Regions from separate parts of the Oryctolagus cuniculus genome. Here region 2 is linked to region 1. The links are chromatin contacts, called in public Hi-C maps. All regions are on one chromosome and are shown on one strand. Each heading gives the region's core, a stretch centred on a gene start, on an enhancer-like site or on the middle of the called end of the contact. The rest is flanking DNA. Distances are from core to core; before and after follow the strand shown.

Region 1 (5,712 bases), core at 3,104-5,603:
CAGGCAGCGGTGTTAGTTTAGGCATCTGGTGAGATTGGAGGATGGCAACAAAGAACACATGCAGAGGGAGGTTCCCAGGGTAGTCAGGAAGCAGAGAAAAGGCTAGGCAGAACTTGGCTTATAGAAATCAACCTTCAGGCCAGCGCCGCAGCTGACTAGGCTAATCCTCCGCCTGCAGCGACGGTACTCTGGGTTCTAGTCCTGGTTGCTCCTCTTCCAGTCCAGCTCTCTGTTGTGACCCGGGAAGGCAGTGGAGGATGGCCCAAGTGCTTGGGCCCTGCACCCGCATGGGAGACCAAGAGGGGGCATCTGGCTCCTTGCTTTGGAGTGGCGCAGTGCGCAGGCCATAGCAGCCATTTTGGGGGGGAACCAACGGAAGGAAGACCTTTCTCTCTGTCTCTCACTGCCTAACTCTGCCTGTCAAAAAAAAAAAAAAAAAAATCAACCTTCAAGAGAACTGCCTTTTGGGGGCTTTGCCCCCAATTTGACCTAAAGACCCCCTACTGGGTCCACATTCTACACATCAAGTTCAACCATTAACATTAACCCATTAAACATAAGCGTTAAGACTTTGGGGATTAAATATATTGGTGAGTTGGGAAGTTAAATTCTGCTCAATCCATAATATCTCAGTGCCTCAATTTCTTCATAGAATTTTAAGAATGTATGTATGATGTGCTCAAACCAAACCAGGCATGTAATAAGCACTGTATTATAATGGACATATATCATCATCACCACCACCATTTGTATTGGGGGAGCAGGGTACAGCTCATATTTTAAAAAATGCAAGTAACATAGGCCTGCACTGAGCAACAAAGGCAAGGAGTAGATAACCTTTCTAGCATCTCCTCTGAAAACTTCTCAATTAGGTAGGTCACCTAATGTGAACTGTAGGGGAGTCATGTGTCTTCTATCAAGTTCAGGGAGAAACACACAGCTGATTTACAAACATTTGATGAAGGTAATCCACAAACCAAAATGGAAGAGGGAGGCAGAAAGAGAAAAAACAGCAGCAGCAGCAGCAAAACAAAACAAAAAACCATTTCTCTGGTTTGCACTACTTTACAGTTTCTGGTCCCACTTGAACCTCAGCACCGACTGCCCCTTCTGCCAGATATGTACCAGTAAGTTAGTTCTCCACTTCATATTCAGTTTTGACTGACAACAGTTAGAAAAGCCTAAAACACATTTGGAAAAGTTTTCATCAACAAAAGACCGGGAAGAGTTACATCTTTTACCGCAACAAAAATTAAGACTATGCTGCAGGTAAAAATAAAAACAAATTGAACTTCAACGTTCAGTTTTATCAACCCATCCTAAACTCAAGGCTCAAGGTGTCTGGCCTGGTTGTTTCAAAAGCTCCACAGGTGTTAATAGCTCTACAGCTGGACCTGAGCTACTACAGCCCTTAGCCTTAAACATCAACACCCTTACCCTGTCTACCATGGCTCTCTGTATAAATTAGTATGGGGTGTAACATGTACAAACATACTTTTCTCTTCCTGGAAAATAAACAATTCTTTTAAAAACAGGAGGGAAAACAACAGTTACATTGTGCAACCTACAACAAGCTCCTTTAGTGGAAAACACACCTCTTTCCCTCTGGTCCTCTCCATCAGCTACCAACCAACAACCTTACCCTACCTCAAACTCAATCCTCTACTGGATCGCTGCTCCTCCGTATCCGAACCAACCAACCTAGCACATTCGTCTGTTACGCAAACTGCTTGCCGTTAATTCCACGCTCACCACTCTCTCCTACTTTGAAATTTTTTAAAAAATCGGCATTTCTGACTCTAAATTTCCTATTTATGTCGCTAGTAATTCAGTGATCCATATAAAATAAAGCGGGCTCATGGATCACACCTGGTCTGTTTCAGGTGCGGAGTCTCCGAAGGTTATCAGTCTCGGCGGGGGTGGGGGTCTTGTCCGTTCTCCCCCATGGCACCTCAACTTAAATCTCTTCTATTCAACAACGGTAGCAACAGTAAAGTTATGACCTTGTTCCAAGGCTAAGACGACAAGATTTTTTTTTCTCTTCAAGAGCAGAAAGAGTGCACGGAAAAACCTCATGTCACCTCGGACTTTGCAGTTTTCTTTCCACGGCACTAAGGAAATACCAAGGTTCGAGGCCGGTTGTTGAAGGCAGGGTTGCCAAAGGCCCACGCTTCTCCCGACGACGGGGGGAAGCAGTGGAGGGAGGAAGGGGCCCCTTCCCTGGCACACCTGACCAAACGGTAGCATCAGCCATCAGGGAAGGAAGAAAAAAAATTCCCGAAACGCAACTTCACGTCTCACCAAACAGGCGTCCGCCAAGTAGACTTCGGGATCGCCACGCACACGGACCCCCCACCCCCCACCCCAGGGTGGAAAATCACACGCCGTTCACCACCTGGGCCCTCAGGCGGAGCGGGGAGTCGGACCCCACGTGCCCCCGCGAGGGCGCCCCGACCCCGCGCCAGGTGTGCGGAGAGCCGGCCCGCAGCGGCCGGCCCTCGAACGACCGCCCGCCCGCCCGCGGCCCAGGCCGCCGCCCCCGCGTCCTCCACCGGCTCGCTCCCCTCCCGCGCGCTCGGCGCCCGCCCTCACGCGGGCCGGGCTCGGGGCGCCGCCAACCGGCCCCGGCGAAACAAGGCGGCGGCGGCCGGCGACGCTGCGGCTTCCCCGCCTCCCTCCCCAACCCCTCCCCCGCGGCCTCCACTCTCCACTCCCGCGGCCCTGCTTACCCTCAACTCCTCGAAATCCGCCATTTTATACCACCCGCGGGCTCCGCCGCCACTGCCGCCACCGCACCCCTTCCCGCTACCGCCAACGACGCCGCAGCCACCACGGCCGCCGCCGCCTCCAGCACCATCCTGCACTGGGCGCCGCTGAAAACGCCGCGGCCGCCGCCGCCGCTACCGCCGGGCCCCTCACGTGACCGGCGCGGGAGCCCCGCCCCCGGCGCGCCACCGCCCCGCCCCTCGCGGCGCCCCCTGCCCACCCGCGAGGCCGCCTTCCGCCCGCGCCTTCCGCCCGCCCGCTCCCGCGCCAGCCGGCTCCCCGCACGCTTCCGGCGTCCGGTCCCGCGGCCTGGCCCTGCTCGGCGCCGCATCGCCTCTTCCCTGCCCCTCGCGGGGGTCCGTGCCCACTCCCCGAAGCGCCGTAGAGATCGCAGCGTTACCAGCGGACCTGGCGGAGGGCCCGACCTGAAGAGGTGGCCGGGACTCGTGACGGGAACCTTCGGGCAGATTCACGCGGCGCCCTTCACATGGTGGCTGGAGACGGAGCAGCGGCAGCAAATAAACCATCCCCCAGGCTAGTTGTGGCGGAACAATTTAAATATGGGCGTTGGCGCGGCCTGGGTGAGACCTCTCAATTGCTAATGTCCGAGGGCTCACCTGGCTGATTCCTGACGACTTTGAAGGGCGCCTGAATGTCACGGACTGCAGCCTTGCGGGGCGGGGGTTGGTGGCGCTGGGGAAGAAGTGAAGAAGGGCCTTGATAAAAAGTGGAGGGGTCAGGGAAATGTGAGACCCAGCGAAGAAGGAGATGCCAAGGCAGAGTGGCACCCTAATGTGCTGATGAAGGATGAGAGAAGATGCTGAGTCCAGCTGGCCAGAGACCCGCCGGGCCGGCCCCCGGCTCCGATTCCTTGAAGAGGCCGCGAACTCACCCACGAGAGGACTTTTAAGACCGTGTGATGTACAAGGCCCTGTCTCATCCGCTCCTACCTGCTGCCTCCACCTACACCCCCTCGGAGCCCACTGGCTGCACATCTTCCAGTCCCTGCATCCAGCAAACCTCCCCTCCACCTCCCACCAAGTTTTCAGACAGCTAAATGTTGGTCCTGCGGCCGAGAGTAATTCCCAGTCTTTTTCTTAGCTTCTCTAACTCCTGTTCATCTTCTACATCCGATTGCCACTTCTTTCTAAAAACTTGGTTCCATCCACATCCCCCATTTGGGTTCCGATCCTGTGTTAAGCTACTTGTAGGCCGGAGGGCGCCTCCTTACTTTGAGTCTGTGCTTAGTATGTGTTTGCATTAACTAGCTGGGTCTTCTGAGCTGCAGTCAATCACAGGTCACAGACTGATCCGTAGTCAGTCAGGATGTCTCTCTACAACACTTGGGTGTTTTGCCCAGGAGTGGTGTCTGACCCAGTTGCAATCCACAGTTGTTGAACCCACCAGAGAAACTGCCTGAAAATCCTGAAGAAAAGCTAATTAAGATCTTAACTTGTAATTTTGCCTTTTGACACCTGTTATAAGTGCTCACAGGACCCTGAACTTTTCCTTCATGCCTTCATGTTAATTATCTAGGTGTTTATGTGATTATTATACATAATAAAAGTATTGCTCAAAATTTTTATCTTAAAATCTAAACCCATTAGGCTGTAATGATTGGTAAACGACTGACAAATCATTGTTTAATGAATGAAGGACTGAATGAAAGTGTGTAAAGGCGATTGTTAGCTTTGTTATCTTAGCTTGCCTTATTCTTGCTCTTGGTTTATTCTCCTTAAGCTTTGATTACATCTAGGGTTTTTATCATTGTTTAACAGATATTAAATTAATGCCACTAAGCTAGGAGCTTTAGAGGAATAGAAAGATGCAAAGAAAACAAACATAGCCCTGCTGCCAAGGAAGTTAACATAGGAGGGACCAACGTGAACAAAACTGTTGGAAGCAGGAGATTTCCTGGTGTTCATTGTAGTGACTTCTTCAGCATCCTTTCTGCCCCTTCCTCAATGTGTAGCAGCTGCTGGCTGAGTTGGGGAGGTTTGACTGCTGAGTTCTAGGTGCTGTCCCAGAATGGCTTAAGCCAAAAAGAACTATTATGTCCTCCTAGGCAGCAGTTAAATCAAAACCAGACAAGTGACTCCAATTAGTGCTGGCTATCTGTAAAATGGCAAAACCAGAATTGGCCTTGACATTCACCCTATCTATGTACTTGTCAGGATTTTTTATTATCTTATTTGAAAGGCAGCATTGGGGCCGGCGCTGTGGTGCAGCAGGTTAAAGCCCTGGCCTGAAGTAACGGCATCCCATATGGGCGCCGGTTCTTGTCCCAGCTACTCCTCTTCTGATCCAGCTCTCTGCTATGGCCTGGGATAACAGAAGATGGCCCAAGTCCTTGGGCCCTTGTACCCACATAGAAGACCCAGAAGAAGATCCTGGCTCCTGGCTTTGGATTGGTGCAACTCCAGCCGTTGCGGCCATCTGGGGAGTGAACCAGTAGATGGAAGACCTCTCTGTTTCTACCTCTTTCTGTAACTGCCTTTCTCTGCATTACAGAGAGGCAGAGGCAGAGAGAGAAATCTTCCTCCACTGGTTCTCTCATCAAATGGCCGCAATGGCTGGAGCTGGGCCAGTCAGGATCCTGGAGCCTCTTCTGGGGTCTCCCACGTGAGTTCAGGGGTCCAAGGACTTAAGCCATCTTCCACTGCTTTCCCAGGAGCATTAGCAAGGAGCTGGATCAGAAATGGAACTACCAGGACACCAGCCAGTGCCCACATGGGATGCTGGAAACAAATGGCAGCTTAACCTGCTATGCCACAATCTAGTTTTTCTAACCTGTAAGACAAATGATTATACCTACTCTCAGGGTGTTGAGGATCAAAGGAAATGAGATATATGGGTGTACTTTATGCACTTACAGAGTGAAAGATTGTAAACTCTTTGTGCCTAAAGAGCTGATGAACATATACTAAAAAATAATACTAACAAGCA
Region 2 (6,112 bases), core at 2,141-4,640, 130 kb before region 1:
ACCACACCGGGCGCACCTCCTCCCTTCCCACCTCCCAGCCTCTCCTGCTCTTTAACCCTTCCTGTGCAAGACCCGACTTCATTCCTGGTGGTTTTTATCATGTCGCCATCCTAGTCGAGAATGAGCCAAATTCAAAGTGTCCTCAATCTTCAGAGCATTTTGCGGAAGCTGCTCACCCACTTACCTCTGCCCCCTTCCCCACACTGCCCCCATCCCACTGGATCCACCTCTTCATCGGGTCTCTCCCAGTCCCTCTCCCTGTAGACACACACACACACACACACACGCCCACCCTGCACCTTCCACCACTGGTTCATCATCTACCATGTATTGAGATCTTGTTACAGCCCAGACACCAGCTGAATCCCTGCCTCATGGAGTTTCCCCTCCAGGGCTGGGCTTCTCACCCTCAGCCCTGCTGACATCTGGGGCCAGATGATTCTCCATGGCTGGGGGCACACGAGGTGCTGTGGGTCTTCCGGCATCTCTGGCCTCTCCCCACCGGCCGGCAGAAGTGCCTTCTGTGCCCCCCACCCCCACACCCTACCCCCGCATCTCAGCACATTGCCTGGGGCCAAGGTGCCCTCCACTGAGATCGCTGGTCTGGAGCAGTTAGGGAGAGCGGAGGGATGCTAAAAAGCCAGGTTCCAGATCCCACCCCAGAAAGTCTGAGCCAGGGGCCCAGGAATCTGCATTCCCACAGCCCTCTGGGTGCTTCTGAGGCAGGCAGCCCCGGGACCCCTGCTTGAGGAACCTTGGACAACGGGCATATCTAGGCAGGTGGCAGATCAACAGTCACGCCAGGTCAGTTCATCACAAGCACGATCCATGTAGGAACAAGACACGTGAGCGGGTGTTTTGGGTGGAAGTGCTGTGGCAGCCACAATCCAGTCCTGGATCGGGGCAGCCTCCCTGACAGAGAACCTAATGATAAAGCCAAGTGCAGCAGCACAGGCAAGTGTGGGAGAGATGAGAGGGGGCAGTGTCCCACACATCTCTACCTTTTCTCCCACACTTTTTATTTCTGGATGTGCACATCCCCTCCTCTATCCAAAACTTACCCTTCTTTCAAGTCTGCCTCCTCCAGGCAGTCTTCCCTAACTATTCTAGCCATAAGTGCCTATCTTCTCAGACAATTTAACACTTGCTCCCTCTCTCCTCAAGTGGACTTCGAGCCCCCTGAGCCTTGAACTGCATCATCTCCTTTACCCCAAGGCACTCTTCCAGGATGGGGCATTCATAAGCTTTGCACCGGTCCAGGATGGGCACACGCTAGCTTCATCAGATTAATCCGAGTCCCCAGAGTGAGACTGGAAAGGTGGCATCTGTGGGAGTTAGGGGGTCCAGGTCTCTGTGTGCGAACAGGAGGCAACAGGTACACCTGCTGAACTCCAGGCAGCTGGCCCAGCCCCCAAGAGCAGGCCCATCCTGCCAGAGCAAGCAGGTGGTAACTGGGCTGGCACCTGCCATGGGCACAGACACTGAGCTCCTGTTGACAAGGCAGAAGAACTCCCAGCAGCCCCCAGCAACTCTAGGGAGGCTCCAGCAGGGGGCAGGAACCCAGCACAGCTCTGCTGAGGAGCAAGTGCCAAAACAGCATTAGGCAAAGGGCCTACAGGCCCACAGGCAGCAGGCCGGTTCCGGGACTCAGCTGTCCTTGCACAGGATCATCTCCGAGTGGCAGGAACCAAAACAAGAGGCAGCCCCAACCAGATCCAACGAGTCAGGAAGCTCTGAAAATGTCCTTTGAAGCCACCAAGTGCCATACACGAGCTGTCCTCCATTAGGGAAGAGGCTCTCTGCGAAAGGTCTGTGGCAGGGACTGTGGGAGACAAGTGTGGGGCACAGCTCTGGGGGAAGTCACAGCCAAGGCAGGCGCGCTCAATGCGGGGAGAGAAGCAGGTGCAATCCCCGGCCTCCTATCCTCCTGGGCAGCCCAGATGAAGAGCACGCCTGACCCATTTCAAACCCCAAGGGCACAGAAAGAACACCTGCTGATCATTTGAAAGAGCAGAGGAGAGGAGATGCTTGCGGAGCAGGAGAGGCGTATTTGTTCCCTATCAGAAGGGGAAAGAGACAGCAAGAGGGACACACGCAGCAGAGAAAAAAACGCTCCAGTAAAAACGGGGTGGGAGGTGTCTATTTCCCCGCATCTCTGATACGCGAGAGCCCTACAACCGAACCTCCCTCAGTCCCCAGACCAGGCAGAGTAACCCGAGCGTCTCCCCCAGAAGCCGGCAGAGCCCACAGAAGGCAGCGGCAGGTGCCTAGCCCATCTTCTGCCTGCGGGGACGCAGCCCGTGAGCGCGTTTCTCAGCGACGCCTTCCGCAGCTTTCTCCTCCCCGGGCTCGCCCGTGGCCGGGGGCAGAGGACCGCTTTGACCGTTTGCGCCAAGGCTGAGTACCGTCTGTTTCGGAAGGGGCCAGGGTGCACGTTTCACAGCAGACTCGGTGGCCACGGGATTGTGAGGATTCCCTGTCCCTAACGCACGGCCACGGCCGGCCACCACCTCCACCTAATCCGACTCGGGGAGGGGGTGCGTCTCCCCGCCCCCCCCCCCGGAGTCCCTCCAAAAACTGAAGGTTCAATCAACAGACCGAAAAACAGCATCTCGCGCCCCTGCTCCCACCCCACGGCCGTGAGCTCGAGGCGGTGTGGGAGGCTCGGCTGCGACCCCCAGGACGGCTCCGGGCACTTAGGTGGACCTGGAGTCAGTCCGGCCACGCGTTATGCCAACCCGCCCCCAGCCCGTTTTTCACCGCAGAACTAAGTTGCCGGGGCCGCCGGCTGGCGCCGAACTCGCGCAGTGCCCTGGCCGGGAGGGCGGAGACGCGCTTCGCGGCGCCGGGGCCTGCGCGCGGACCCCACGGCCGCTCCCGAGGGCGCGGCGCCGCCCCGCCGACTTTCTCACCTCTTGATGTAGTTCCTGCCGTACAGGATCTGCTGCAGCAAGGTCACCAAAGCGAAGGCGCAGATGAAAATGAAGAGCAAAGTTCGGTTCCCCAACAAATCCCGGTTAGCCGAGGGGTCTGCGTAGCGCATCCTGGCGGCCGGGTGCCGCAGGCGCGGGGCGCGGGGCGGCCCGGCGATCGCGCGCGGGGCTCCGGGCCCCCGGGGGCCGCGCGGCGGGCCCGGCACCTCTCGGCGCGGTCAGGCGGGCGGAGGACTTGGCGGGGCAAAGTTTCCGGCTGGCGCGGCTGCAGCTCGGGGGGCATCCGGACGCGACTGGCCCCTGGGCGGCAAGCAGGACTGATCCGGCCGCAGGGAGCGCGGCCGCGGCCCCGGGCCTTCCCTCCGACGTCTCTGCCCGTGCGCGCGGGTGCCGGGGAGCCGCCGGTTTCCCAGCGGAGGGGCGACGCCAGGTGCCGCGCGCCGGGGCCGTCCCCTCCCGCCGAAGCGTTGGCCAATGGGGAGCGGGCTCCGTCCGCCGTGCGCCCCGGCGCGCCGCCCCCTTCGGCCCTGCTCCCGGGCGCGGGGGCCCAGCGCGCAGAGCCTGCCCAAGCCGGCCCGAAGCTCGGCAGCTCGGAGGTCGGCCTACAGTTCAGCGGGTGGGAGGTGGGCGACAGAGCACCCGCACGGTCCGCTGGTGACGGGCTGGCTGTGGGGAGGTGCGGAAAACGCCGGGCTGCAATCGTGGAAGTCAAATGGGGGCCGGACGGGAAAGCCGCGGCCGCGGAGCTCGGCTGCGGGAGAGGAGCATTTGCATGCGGCGCGCAGGGCACTGAGTCACCGCCGCGGCTGCGTCCCTGCGCGCTCCTGGAGAGCGCCCCGGAGCAGGCGGCGCAAGGTCAGCCCGGCTGCCCTTCAAGGACGGCGCACGCCCCGACTCCAGCGAGGAAGGAATTCAGGGGCTTCCCGCCCCCCGCAGCGCGCTGCTTCCTCCTGCGCAGCACTGGGACCTTGTCTCATCCTTGGGTCCGCTCGTCAAGCTTAGGTCTGGCAGCTGGCCGCCTTGGGGAGCCCCGGCCTCCGCGACCTCTACTAGGTCAGCGCGCCCGGCAAGGTTTGTGCTCCAGAGAGCGCGCCGGGGAGAAGGATCCCAGAAATGCAGCGCGAATGTCTGGACCCCTGAGGCATCCTTGCCCCAGCCCCAGTCCCGCACCGCCCTGTCATCCCGACCCCGGCGGTGCTCACCCCGCGCCCCGGCTGCAGGAGCCCAGGGCCCCCTCACTGGGACCCTCCAGCCCCTCCCAGAGGCGCTGGAATCGGGCCCGGGAGTCCGCTCGGAGCCTGGCCGAGACTCAGAGCTCAGCCAGAGATGGAACGTAGATGAAAGCTTCCCGGAAGGCCGGTCCTCGATTTCGGCGTTTGGTGATCTCCTTTTTGAACCGGAAAGACCGCACGGTTACCCCCCCCCCCTCCAGTGCGCGTTCCACCCAGTCTGCAATGTATCTGGACTCCCAAGGCCGAAGTGGATTCTGCTGTCTCGAAAGTTGTTTTGTGTATTTATCCCTGGTGTCACAGGTAGGCTTTTTAGCCAATTAAAGAACTCAGGGGCCGGCTTGTGGCACAGCGGTTAAGTCGCTATTTGGGACACTCACATCCCGTACTGCAGTGCCGGCTGGAATCCCGGCACCTCTGCTTGCCATCCAGCCTCCGGCTACTGCACACCCAGTGAGGCTCAACCACGTGGGTCCCTGCCTTCCACATGGGAGGTCTTGATTGAGTTCCTGGCTCCTGGATTCCATCTGGCCTAGCCCTGGCTGTTGTGGACATTTGGGGCGTGAACCAGTCGATAAAAAATTCTCTCCCCTCCCCTTGCCTCAACCAAGGTGAAAATAAAGACATTGTAAGAAAATGGGTGTATGGCCGGTGCCGCGGCTCAATAGGCTAATCCTCTGCCTGCGGCGCCGGCACACCGGGTTCTAGTTCCGCTCGGGGCACCGGATTCTGTCCCGGTTGCTCCTCTTCCAGTCCAGCTCTCTTCTGTGGCCTGGGAAGGCAGTGGAGGATGGCCCAAGTCCTTGGGCCCTGCACCCACATGGGAGACCAGGAGAAGCACCTGGCTCCTGGCTTCGGATCAGCTCGGTGCGCTGGCCACAGCGGCCATTGGAGGGTGAACCAACGGAAAAGGAAGACCTTTCTCTCTGTCTCTCTCTCTCACTGTCCACTCTGCCTGTCAAGAAAAGAGAGAGAGAAAAAAAAAAAAAGAAAATGGGTGTATGTCCCGCTGGCTACAATATGGGATCCAGCTCCTGCACATCAGCTAATGCACCCGGGAAAGCAGCAGCAGATGACCCAAGTGCTTGGGGCCCCTGCCACCCAAGTAGGAGACCTGGATGGAGTTCCTGGCTCCGGGCTTTGGCCTGGCGTAGCCCCAGCCATTGAGGACATTTGCGGAGTGAACTAGCAGATGGAAGCACTCTCTCTTTCTCCCTCCCTCCCTCTGTCTTTCAAATACATAAATCTTAAAAAGGGGAGGGGGGAGAGGGGCTCAAACAGATAGTGGCCCCCTCATTACAATAATCTCAGCATGTGCTTCATGTCTTGTGCATCAAAAAGTGCCCGCTCTTTCATTTATTAATGCATTTTTGCTTCCTAGCCTCCGGCTAACTCATCTTACAACTGAAGATACTAAAGCACTAACTGCCCTAAATAACTTACCCAACACGAAGTCCTTGGATGCCTGGAGCTGGCTCTTTGCTCCAAACACACAGGCAGGGAGTGGGACCTGTGCCACTGTCCCCCCACACCCACACCATCCCCCTTGGTGCTCCTGCTGCCTTCAGATCTTTGAACAAGGGGCCCTGCATTGACTTTGCACTGGGTCACACAGACCATGCAGCAGGTGCCACACGCAGGTCCCAGGCAGACAGAGCACTGAGCTTTCTCCTGTGAGATACCCCCATGTTTTCACCAGGCCAGGCTCCCTCCTGCTTCCTTTCTGTTCCTGCTTATCCTCTACCCCCGCCAGTGCCCACTCTGATCTGTCTTGTGATGCATGCTTCCTGGGAAAAAAGGAACAAATCTATTTGAAAGTAATGACCCCAAATTATCCTAAGAATTCCTAAATTGCAGCAAAGTGCACTTACAGAAAAGTACAGGAGGCATAAGCATATAGCTGGGTGAGTTTTTACAAGCTATACACATCCTTGCAATTGGCATGCAGAT

Evidence for each region. A called contact is a pair of places that touch in the nucleus more often than the background predicts.
Region 2: a contact with region 1 is called in a Hi-C map of psoas muscle, with 2.4 times the contacts expected there. The contact joins the promoter of ST8SIA5 here to the promoter of PIAS2 in region 1. A contact is called at or near these places in 2 of 6 Hi-C or Micro-C datasets (psoas muscle and an unstated tissue).

Annotation. Positions count from the first base shown.
Region 1 is chr10:30,639,084-30,644,795 of mOryCun1.1, reverse strand. PIAS2 (protein inhibitor of activated STAT 2) reads right to left here and starts at 4,353. Exons shown (of 15, transcript XM_070050211.1): 1 at 3,175-4,353. The coding sequence starts at 3,293.
Region 2 is chr10:30,772,571-30,778,682 of mOryCun1.1, reverse strand. It overlaps ST8SIA5 (ST8 alpha-N-acetyl-neuraminide alpha-2,8-sialyltransferase 5), which reads right to left and starts at 3,390. Exons shown (of 8, transcript XM_051851247.2): 1 at 2,913-3,390. The coding sequence starts at 3,043.